Linked DNA regions of Gossypium hirsutum: all the other regions are linked to region 2. Evidence: chromatin contacts called from public Hi-C data. All regions are on one chromosome and are shown on one strand. Each heading gives the region's core, a stretch centred on a gene start, on an enhancer-like site or on the middle of the called end of the contact. The rest is flanking DNA. Distances are from core to core; before and after follow the strand shown.

The links. A called contact is a pair of places that touch in the nucleus more often than the background predicts.
Region 1: a Hi-C map of leaf shows a contact between it and region 2, with 2.4 times the contacts expected there. The contact joins the promoter of LOC107917923 here to the promoter of LOC107951846 in region 2. A contact is called at or near these places in 3 of 34 Hi-C or Micro-C datasets (all in leaf).
Region 3: a Hi-C map of leaf shows a contact between it and region 2, with 2.8 times the contacts expected there. The contact joins the promoter of LOC107912641 here to the promoter of LOC107951846 in region 2. A contact is called at or near these places in 2 of 34 Hi-C or Micro-C datasets (callus and leaf).
Region 4: a contact with region 2 is called in a Hi-C map of leaf, with 2.8 times the contacts expected there. The contact joins the promoter of LOC107908752 here to the promoter of LOC107951846 in region 2. A contact is called at or near these places in 6 of 34 Hi-C or Micro-C datasets (callus, leaf and seedling).

Annotation. Positions count from the first base shown.
Region 1 is chrD08:37,511,413-37,514,304 of Gossypium_hirsutum_v2.1, reverse strand. LOC107917923 (polypyrimidine tract-binding protein homolog 2) reads left to right here and starts at 1,430. Exons shown (of 11, transcript XM_016847341.2): 1 at 1,430-1,610; 2 at 1,711-1,954; 3 at 2,053-2,262. The coding sequence starts at 1,769.
Region 2 is chrD08:37,126,104-37,129,038 of Gossypium_hirsutum_v2.1, reverse strand. It overlaps LOC107951846 (plastidial pyruvate kinase 2), which reads right to left and starts at 1,436. Exons shown (of 12, transcript XM_016886996.2): 1 at 1,031-1,436; 2 at 1-263. The coding sequence starts at 1,267.
Region 3 is chrD08:37,422,866-37,425,565 of Gossypium_hirsutum_v2.1, reverse strand. LOC107912641 reads right to left here and starts at 1,289. Exons shown (of 2, transcript XM_016840919.2): 1 at 626-1,289. The coding sequence starts at 999.
Region 4 is chrD08:36,798,720-36,801,654 of Gossypium_hirsutum_v2.1, reverse strand. LOC107908752 (glutaminyl-peptide cyclotransferase) reads left to right here and starts at 1,315. Exons shown (of 11, transcript XM_041098163.1): 1 at 1,315-1,756; 2 at 1,873-1,929; 3 at 2,123-2,158; 4 at 2,488-2,552. The coding sequence starts at 1,562.

The sequences.
Region 1 (2,892 bases), core at 181-2,680, 390 kb before region 2:
TATCTATTTAGTATATTACTTAAAATATTTAAGTACAAAATATAATTAAAATTTAATAAATATAAATTTTAAATTATGATAATTTTATTTTACATTTTCATCTTTAAATTTTTTAAAGCACTTCAAGTTAGTTTAAACAAAGCAAAAGTTTAAATGTGAAATGTTTAAAAGATAATACCAAAAGAAATAAATTAAAATAAAAGTTTTTCAATAAGTCATAGTTTACTTATTATTTTCACATTTTTATAGAAGAAAATTATATTAAGTGGTTTTGATTATATTAAGTGGTTTTGATCATCATAAAATTTGTTTATAAATTTAAATAATTGAAAGTGTTAATTTTGATTTTATTTATTTATTTTTTCAATGGGGAATTAGGTTTTAGTATTGTTAGTTAATGTGAAGTTTTAGGTCTTTGAGTACTTATGTTCAAGCCTTATTATGTGTAATTGTGATATGTGAGGTTTCAGTTTCAACATATTTATCTGCCATGGATAGGATTTATTTGATTTTTTTTCATTGATTGTGCTTCTTAATTGATTTAATTTTACATTGTATTTGTTTGGACATATATTTATACTTGTATTGTATTTATGAATATATATTGTATTTATGTTTGTAATAGTTAATCTTAAATTTTATTTTTTCCTAACGGTTTAATAAAACTTTATTTGGAATTATAAACAATGTTAAATAGACAACTTTTGAAATGAAAAATACTTTTGTACCTAAACTCAAAAGCATTTTTAGCTTTTGCGTGTGGGAAATATACCTTTGGAGTCAAATGACTTAATGTATTTTACGTAATATTTAAATTACCTATACAATTATTTTCTTATCAAAATTTATTTCAAATATATAACAATATATATTTAAATTTGTAATTATTATACTTTAATATTTAAAATATATATTACATATTGAAATTAAAATTTATAAATAAATAATCATTAATAGTAATTAATTCAAAAATATTCATAATTTATATTTCATATGTCAATAATAAGTTATAATATATTATTTTTTAGAATATTATTAAAATATCATAATATTAACGAATTTAAATATTATTTAAACACATATTTTTACTTTACAGCATTGTGTTTAAGATGAACATTTTATTTCTTAAAAAAATTAAAATTATATTAAAAATTATATCTTAAATTAAAATATTGAAAAATATTTTTCAAAAACAATTTTTCTAAATATTAGTATTTTTCAAAAGTAGTCGTAAATAATTCTCCAGTTGCACGTATTTATATTCCACAGCAACGTGGGCACCAAAGTTTAAGAATCCGAAGACGCTGCCTTAGTGGCCAAAAGGCCCAAAACGAAAAGAAAAACCGCTGCCTCGGGTCGGGTAAAGTCCGCTCCTTTTGTTTCTGAAGAAAAGTAATAAAAGAAGGGAAAATACAATCCAATCCAATCTCTCCTTCCCTAATACATAACGCCCATCGGCGCCAAAAGCCCATGACGATACCCATCCCTTAATAAAATCAAAACGAAAGGAAAGTCTACCATACCAATTTATCTCAAATTCCTTGAAACCCTAACTTAACGAACTTCAGAGGTTTCCACGGATTTTCTCATTAATTTCTTTTTCTTTTCAGGTTTATTTTATTCCCTTAATTTCATTGCATTTTCCTGGTTTTGATTGATCTATGTATATATTTCGATTTTGAATTAAACATATATTCTTTTGGCATCTAGGGTTTCTGATCTGTCTTCTCTTGCCAAAGATTTTTAGAGGGGTTGATTTCCGAACGGGATGGCCTCGGTATCAAGTCAGCCGCAGTTCCGTTACACTCAACCCCCATCTAAGGTGCTGCATTTGAGAAACTTGCCATGGGAGTGTACGGAGGAAGAGTTGATCGAGCTGGGGAAGCCATTTGGTAAGGTCGTTAACACCAAGTGCAATGTTGGAGCCAATCGTAATCAAGCTTTCATTGAATTCGTAAGTTTAATCAGATTTTTAAAAAAAATTCTGGTCAAATTTCTTCCACCATGTTAGTGAAGTTAGTAATTAAATATATGTTTTTGTTTACCTTTTAGGCTGACTTGAATCAAGCTATTGCCATGATATCGTATTATGCTTCATCTTCAGAGCCTGCTCAAGTAAGGGGTAAAACGGTCTACCTGCAATATTCTAACAGGCAAGAAATTGTAAACAACAAAACGACCGCAGATGTTGCCGGGAATGTACTGTTGGTAACAATCGAAGGTCAAGATGCACGGCTTGTCTCCATAGATGTATTGCACTTGGTAAGGATGGCGTATGTCTTTTCTCCTTTTGGTTTAGAAGGGTGTGAAGTTACTATTTCTAAGTTGTTGTTTGATATGAGTTTATGTAATAACTAGGATTGTGTAGTTTTTGTCACGCTCTTTTGGAGAAAAGCTTTTGTGTTTTGACATGAATGTGAATGGATCAGCAGGATCATGTCAAGGGAATAATCTCCAATGGCAGCTTAGTGCATCGTGAGAAAGAGAACATGTGTGTTTGTCTCCTTTCTCCTTTCCTTAACACTGCCTCTCTCTTCCTTACTTACCTCCTATTCCTACCATTTAGGATTTTTTTTTTCATTTCTTCTTCATGTGCACCCTTGGACTTTTTAGATGTTTGGTGTCACTATGTTTTTTGTTTGTGCTGCTGCTGGCAATGAAGTTTGTGCTCCATTTACATTTTTTTTTTTTTGCATATATGGTCTGTATTATATATTTGTTCGATATAATAGTTGCTAGTTTTGCTGAGTGCCAAAATCGTCCCTCCTCATTGAACATGAACAAGGTAGTCAAGTGCTTCAGATTTCTTGGCAATAAGGTGAAGCAATGTCCAAACAAGTGTCTCAGACCCTGAATCGATGGTAGCATTAAGGGAGGTGCATGCTTAGGTGC
Region 2 (2,935 bases), core at 187-2,686:
GTGTTGTCTTTGGATTGTGCATTATATTCCTTGACTAAATCAATAACTTTCTGATGAGATGCATGGTCTCCATGAGACATATTCAAGCGAGCAACATTCATTCCAGCCTCAGCCAATTTCCATACCATTTCCCTTGTGTTTGTTGAAGGACCAATAGTGCAAACAATCTTTGTTTTACGTCTAACAGTAGGCTTGGACCACATACCCACTGATCCATCACCTACTTGCTGAATCCCCCTTAACTGCTCATATTGCTCCTCCCTCTGAAGAAAAAAAGTAAGAAAAGTTACAAGCAATGATTTCCGGTGATTTTCTCTCTTCAGCTGTCCATGATAAGTTATTTGAGCATAGATATAATGGCAATTCAAAGCATAGTGACTATGTCATTCAACGGCAATGCCACCATCCTATACCAGTGTAAATAAGCAGAAATTTCAAGTGAAATACACTGTGTAATTCGAACTTCATCATTTTAACCAAACACTTAAGTTGTTATACACTTCAAGGTTCCTTTTCTTTCACCGGCAATGGCAAACAGGTGAAAGTTATGCCCCATGTTACTCATTATTCTCTGGATAATTTCTTTAGCACAAAATCAACCGACAGTGCACCAAAGACTGGCTTGTAAAAAGATCTCAGCGGAAATCTTGACTCCAGTCCTAAATATTTCTCATTTATAGTCCAAAGTGACCAGGAAGTTTCCTCATTTTAGAGAAAAAAAATCACCATTTCCATTTATGGATTGTGTAAGTTTCACTAATAGGACAATGCATTTTCGAAAATACAAACATGACCTTATTCAACTTGACACGCTCCATTCTTATAAAAAAAAACAATCAGCATGCTCCATGATAATATTATCACTCCACTTACATAATATCACGCCTATTGCTTTCTTAGCCTCTAGATAAATCAAAAAAGTTAACAAAGATCCAGTGCGTTTTTTGATCTTTTTTCTTTTAGCATGAGATGGCAGCAACCAAATTCATAATCAAAGCGGAAGGTCAGAGAGGTCGGAAGTGGGCCAAACCTTAAGTACATCCTCAGGTGAAACGGGAATAAGTTCAGGCTCGGCACGTGAGGCTCTCTTGGCAGTAATCCTAGAGTTCCTCGTAAGCACGACGGCGTTGCTCTTCCTGTGGTCAGGTAAGAGTACTTTGGAAGCGAAGGACGCAGGCTTAAGCTTCTCCACTGGGTCCTGAAGGGATCCGGAGGCCTTGCTGAAGTAGTTAGCACGAATGGATCTAGTGGCCACCACTTGAGCCATTGCTAAAATGAGAGATAGAAAGGGTTCGAGGGGAGAGGAAGGCGAGGGAGTTTCGCTGATAAAATTGAAGGTTGGAGAAATCGCCGCTAAAACAATGACTTTTAAAAGAGGAGGCTGCAGAATGAAGCGTGCCTAGTTTGTATCGACAAACACTATGCACCTATTTTATTCAAACTGTTTTTTTTTTCTCTGAGTAAGAATTTAATGTGAAATTATACATATAAATTTTAATTTAATTCAGTTATATATTTTTTTGTGATTTAAATATATATTTAAATTTTTAATTTTGATTTAGTTATATAAATTTTAAAAAATTGAATATATTAACCTATTTTTATATGTGATAAATTTAATTATTTATCTATGTAATATATAATCATAAAATAATATTATATAAATAATTATGAATTAAATTAAATTAAAATTTTATATATACAATTACCCATTAAACTTTATTCTTTTCAAAAAACGGATGGAAATTAGGCAAATTATTATTATTATTATTATTATTATTAAAACAAAGAAGACAACTTTTTATTGTTGTTATACGACGTCGTGTCAGAGATTCAACCCCTGATATCATTCGTCATTTTTTTGTTCAAGTGTCAGCATAACATTGGTCTTGTTCCGGGTTGGGATTGAAGTTGAACCCTCCATAGGATTTCCAATTTCAATTCGCCTCTCGTGGTTTTCCGCATATATCATTTATGATTTGACTTTGACAAGCATTCTTTTCATTAAATATAAAACTTGTGTTTTGTATTGGGTATATGGATTTAAATTTTTGAATTTTGAATTTATTTTAGTTATAATTTCAAATTTATCTCTTTAACGCTTTGAACATAAACTTTTTTTTAGTTAAATTTAACCTTTAACCTATTAAAAAATCGAATTTAATTATTAACATTTCCAAAAAGAGTCAAAATTTATTTTTCCTTCAGAGAGAATGTTAACTAAAATATTAAAATTTTAAATACAGCAACCTGTATGACGATCTACTTGTATTTCATGCTAACTTTTTGAATTTTTATAAACTTTTTGTATTTTTTTAATTTTAATTTTAATTTTAATTTTTAATTTTTATAATTTTTGAATTATTTGTTTACGTGACATATAAGACAAATGGTGTTATGTTAGTAGGATAAACACATAAATTGTCATGCGAGTTGTTACACCAACAACGTTAAAAAATTAATGTTTTAGTCAGTATTTCTATTAAAAAATAATTTGACTCTTTTTTGAAAGGTTAAGAGCTAAATTTAGCTTAAAAAAAAGGAATAATGATTAAATTGACAAAAAAATGTAAATATTGAATGCTAAATTTATCATTATACTTTTTACTTATTATAGAAATAGTAATAATGAAATGTATATATCTATAATATTAATAAAATCCCTGATTGAGTTGGTGTCACAAGTCAATCAGACACCAACTTGTTTGAAAATTACAAAAATGATCTTTCATATTTAAAATAAATTATATTATTTGAAGGTTCTTTTGTCCTTTTAATTAAAAAAGCAATAAAATATGTATATGGTGGGATTTAAATTCATGCCAATTACATTGGAAAAACTTTAAATTTATCACTCAACCAATATTTTATTTTAATTACTTATATATTTTAATTGTAGAGATTAGAAATGTGATGGTAAATTTCAAAATTTCCC
Region 3 (2,700 bases), core at 40-2,539, 300 kb before region 2:
TTATGCAAAAACGAGATATTGTGCAAGAAAGAACTGTAAGAAGGGGAGTAACATTCATGGTTTTTTGCTTCCTAAGTCTAATGCTAAGGTTGATACGCAAGCAGGAAGCATGACCAGCATCCTTGCACCAATGATTATGATATCCTGCTAACACTTGTAGAAAGTAGAAATGGCCAAACCTTCCAAACTTTATCCCTATCCTTAATCACTACTTTTTGAATGCCTGCTCTGTTTAACCAAATAGAACTTGGTCAAGTCAACTAAAATTTGTCATTATCAACCCCTATTGCTAGTATTTCACATTAATCACAACAATATTAAATGAAACCTTCTTATTCTATACATGGATGCAATACCTGCAATTTAGAAATTATATGTTAGCTTATGGTAGTCATTAGAAGTAACAGAATGTTTGCTCCAAAATAGAAACTAAACAACATCAACCTTTAGCAGGAAAAAAAAAAGAAGACACCAGATAACTTTACCCTTAACAGAAGAAATTCTTTAAACTCAATCAACGATCAACTAAATAAACATACCCATCTCAAATTAAAATGGAAAAAAAAAAAACAAACACTAGACAAAGAAAATCGCTTAAAAATCCTAAAAGAGGCCATAAATTTACCTTATATAAAGATCAGTGACATCAAGAGATAGCTGGGCATGCCAATCAGGTTTTTCAATCAACCAAACAGCACGGTCCTCTCTGCTTTGATAAAACCCTAAGCTCCTAAGCCATGCTTCAATGCAAGGCAAGCTGTGAGAGTAAAGTGGCTTGTTCTTATCCGGGAGTCTGCTGAGCCACTCATCTTCAGCGGTCGGCAACTCCCCAGCTTCTGATGATTTTGAAGAAACAAAGGTTGCAATTTTCCTTTGGCACTGAGAAACAGAGTGAGGGAATGATAGAGATTTTCTGAAAACAGAAAAAGGGGGGAATTTTGGATAAGTTGCTGAGGCTTGCGAAGTAATGATTAACTTTGAGACATGAAAAGCAGACATTTTTTTTTTATTTTTCTGGTTCTTCTACTATTAATTGCTATTACTTTTTGGTTGATAGATTGTTAAAAATTAAAATTTTCATGAGTTTTCAAGGAAAGACAATGGAGTGGTGGTTGAACTGGAAACTGGAGTATGGTTTACAGTGTAAACTAAACCCCATTCCGTTATCTTCTTCATGTATGTATACGGTTGTATTGGGGATTAGGGAATTTTCCTATTATTTTTTGAAAAAATATAAAAAAAATTCTAAAATTTATGAAAGGATAAACTACACATTTAGTCATTTAATCACTTAGGACTAGTTCAAATTACATTTTTATCATTGAACTTTAAAAAATTACAATGTGATCACTAATGTTATTGAAAATTACAATATGTTCACTAACGTTAATGATTTATTACATTTAGATTACTAAACTATCATTAGCCATTAATGGTGTAGTCCCTATAATTTTTTAAGCAATTTAATTCTTTTTATTTTTCTTTTGGTTTAAATACATGTTTGGTCCCTAATTTGGGTATATTCTCCCAAGTTGATACTTATGATTTAGATAATTCTAAAAATATATTTAAAATTTTAAAAATTATTTAAAAAACACTAATTTGAGACTATTTTGATGCAAAAAAAAAAACAAAAGAGGCTAAAAAAGATGAAAATTGAACTCATCATTTAAAAGAAACTCATTATACTATTGCATTTCAAACCAACAAGGTTTAAATTACTATCGCACCAAATGTAATTCCTTTGGTCTTGATTTAACGGCTTGGAATTTTTCGATGACGAAAATTTCGTATAGTTTCAAAAATCGAGAATTCGATTTGTTTTAGGAAGTTAAATTAAGAGGTTTTTCGAAAACAAGTAGCATATTTTTTTTATAACTCGATATAATTAAATTTTCATTATTAAAATTGCATTAATTTAGTTAGAATTTAGAAGTTCGAAAATTGAGGTAGGGACTATTTTGTAAGAAAATCAAAATTAAGTGCCAAATGGTTAGATTGGGAATTAAAATTAGGAATTGGTGAGGGTCCTAAGAGGTTATTAGCCCAAAGGCATGTGAGCAAATAGCCCATTTGTTATTAAAATCTGGATAATGAGCCAAAGGGAGAGGAAGGTGGTATTGAGCAAACCGTGCTAAACCTAGGCTCTACAGGAAGAGGAGAGGCAATAGGAGTTACGTCCGCAGGAGTGGCAGACTTTGATTGTGTCTTGGGTTGGGAAGGGATGGTTGGCTAAGTAACTTCCCTCTTTATATTAACTGGCTCATTGCCTTGCCTTCGGCAGATCAATCTTGTACCACTACTCTCTCTAGTGCTTTGTGAACTCCCTTCAGCCCTTAGCGTCTTACAACTACTACTACCAATCTATGCCCTTGCGTCAGCCACTTCAACGACCTTTTGCACCCTCTCCATTAAGGCCTCTATGTCCATGTTCCTCGGTTGAAAGGACTGTGACGGGCTTAAGAGATGGGAAGAGTCTACAGTAGAAAGATTAGAGTAAGCCTTGTGGGGAATCAAATCTCTACCAGAAGACTCACCTATGACAACAGCTGGCGAGGAAGACCATCGTCCTACACACAGCTTGCAAGCAGTATAAAAGAGCTATGGGGGTTCATCTCTCCTTCCCACCAAAACGGCGACCAAATCATCAGTGGCATTATAGGGCACACTTTATCGGTGGATGGAACCTCTTGGAGATCT
Region 4 (2,935 bases), core at 66-2,565, 330 kb after region 2:
TCTTCGATGGGACAAACTTTAATCAAAATTTAAATCATGTCTCACGAACCGTTCAACTCAGGGGAACTATTGGTAATAACCTTCTGCCACTCGGACACATGTCAGCACTAGGCACATCATTGACCTATACATTGACTCCTATTGAAGTAACGCCTAAGTAGACCACCCACTCTTAGTACCTCTAGACAAAACTACACGTTCTACTTAGAGGGAGTCACCCACCAATATCTAAGTGAACACTCTCCTAGTATGAAAACACTTTTAAGACAATAAGGACTTCATTCAAGCATGATAACCTCATATTGATAAAGTCCCATGATACACACTCATGATTATCTTTACGCATTTAGCGAACTAAATGTATATCCTGTCACGTCATACTAATAAACAAAGGGACCTTTCCTATAAATGCCTTAATAAACAATGAAGAAATGATCAATCTTCTAGCACCTTAAAGTTACTCTGAGCAATTATCTTCTTGATCAACCGTCCTCTTGTCCCTATTTCGACTCTCAGCCTCTTTAGGTGAACCGACCTCTATTGCACCATCGTGATCTCCTCTTTACTCCTCCTTATCCTTTTCCTTTGTTGTACATTATATCAATAGAGATAATATATTATTTAGTGATTAGGCATCAGATCAAGGCTTTAAACAAACAAAACAATCAAATTAATGGAAATCCAATCACATTATCCATGTCTGTGATGTCAGATACTGAAATACTAAACAATAAGCTTAACAAAGTGTATGTCAGATTTACACTGAATCTAGACAACTAGATGTCTAGATGCATTCTAAACTTTAACTTTTGAATGATTTTTATTTTTGAAATTTTTAAAATTTATTTAATATTTTTATAAATTTTAATAATGTTTTTAAAAATTTATAAAATTTAAATTTTTTAAATATTTTTTAATTTTAAAAAAGTTTAATTTTTTATATGAATGAACTTGGACAACTAAATGTCCAAGTTCATTCTAGTAAAAGTATTTCTTTCAATTTTTTTTATTTTTGAATTATTTTTGAATTATTTATTTTTGATGACGTGGTAACTAATGTGACACCGCCATGTTAGCAACTATCATTGATATGGAGTGTCATGTCAACATTGTTAACGGTCACATCAATATTTTAACAGCCCAAGACTAAAAATGTTGGTCAAATGACTACATTGATGCAATTTGAGAGTTTAAATACTTAATTGAGTGCGTTTTTAGCTGAGGGTTTATAATTTTTCGCAAAAATTTGGGAACTTATATACCCCTTTAGCTCTCTCTTTTTTTTTTATCCCTCAATTTTGTTGGGACAATGACATCATATGCTATTGCGATCAAATAAAGATTTTTTTTTCTCTGAAGTAAAGATTAAAAGAGATGGTAAGTCTACACAAATATTTGTTTGATATTTGTTGGTCAACCAACAACTGCGTATCATGCACCTTTTACCATGTTCGCCAAACTATACATCTAAGTGTGGATGACGCCTTTGCAACTCTTTGCGAAATTCCGATTTTGAAAGGAAGCATTACGGCAAGAGATCAAGCTCCAAGCCTTCGCCTCCATGGCCACTTTCAAGCAACTGTATCTCAGAAAAGTCTTCGCTTTAGTATCCATTATTTTGCTTGTTTCTGTAATTCTTGTTTTGGGAGTTTCTTCAGCCACTTGGAATAAGGTATCCTCCGATCATTATTCCCTTCAGTTTTACGACTTTGAAATAGTCAATGAATTCCCTCACGACTCCACTGCCTTCACTCAGGTAAGTCCCCAAAGGAGGATCGATCAAACTTTATGATTTATTTTCAGACTTATTTTTCCTTATTTATCTTTTGACCATATTTTAACATTGAAATTTTATGGTTTGATTGCTTTCAGGGTCTTCTTTATGCTGGAAATGATACTTTATTTGAGTCAACTGGTCTTTACCGGCAAGTGAGTTAGTTTTTTTTTTTTGGGCTATCTCTTTATGTATGTATGTTTCATTATTCCTCAAGTTTGAATCATTGGTTTGCAGTTCCAAAATTAGTTTCCATTATTTTGCTTCGTGTCTCTAATTTTTGTTTAGGGTTGGATTTGAATGATCTGAAAACCTTTACTTAACCACCTAATCTTCTCACTGTTTCAGTCATCGGTTCGGAAAGTAGCTATTCGGACTGGAAAGGTACAGATCCCTGTCTTTCGATTTTCATTCAAGCTTGTTCTTACTTGGTTATTCATAAATTTCCATTTTCAGATGAACGAATATTAGTATTTTTGGAAGTTAAAAATTGTGTAAATAAGATTTCTTGAGAAATATAACGTAAATGGAGTTAAATTTGCTTGAAAGCTTGCTAGTAGGGTGCAATATACATGCCATATTATATTATGAATTTAAAATAACAGTTTGTTTGAATTAAAGTGACAAATCAGAGAATATGTCCTTGGTTGTAACCTGAAACAAACCATATTTTGTAATTCCAATCTTATTTACATATATGTATGTTTTTCCAGGTTGAGATTCTTCACAAGATGGCTGATTCATATTTTGGAGAGGGTTTAACTCTTCTGGGTGAAAGGTCTGTTAGAAGGAATTTAGTTGGTATACTTCGGCTCTTGCGTTCATCTAAAACATTGAGCTCCTTTCTTCATTTTCTTCCTCTTCTTCATGTTATGTGTTCTTCCCTGTTCACTTCATCAGGTCCTTTGAAGCTCCCTATTAGCTAACCGAATTATTTTGCCTCCAAATTGGTTTTAATATTTCTCAAGTTTAAAGTACATAAAGATCATTTTGCAGTTAGTGGAAATTCTGTTCATACTTGGCAGCTTGCTCTGCATTTATATGCATTCAATTGACATTTTTTTGCTCTTCATCTACTTTTATCGTTTGGTTTACAATGGATGACATTTATTAATATGGTTTCTAAATTTGTGGATTTTGCATTGTATAACTTTTTGGGTG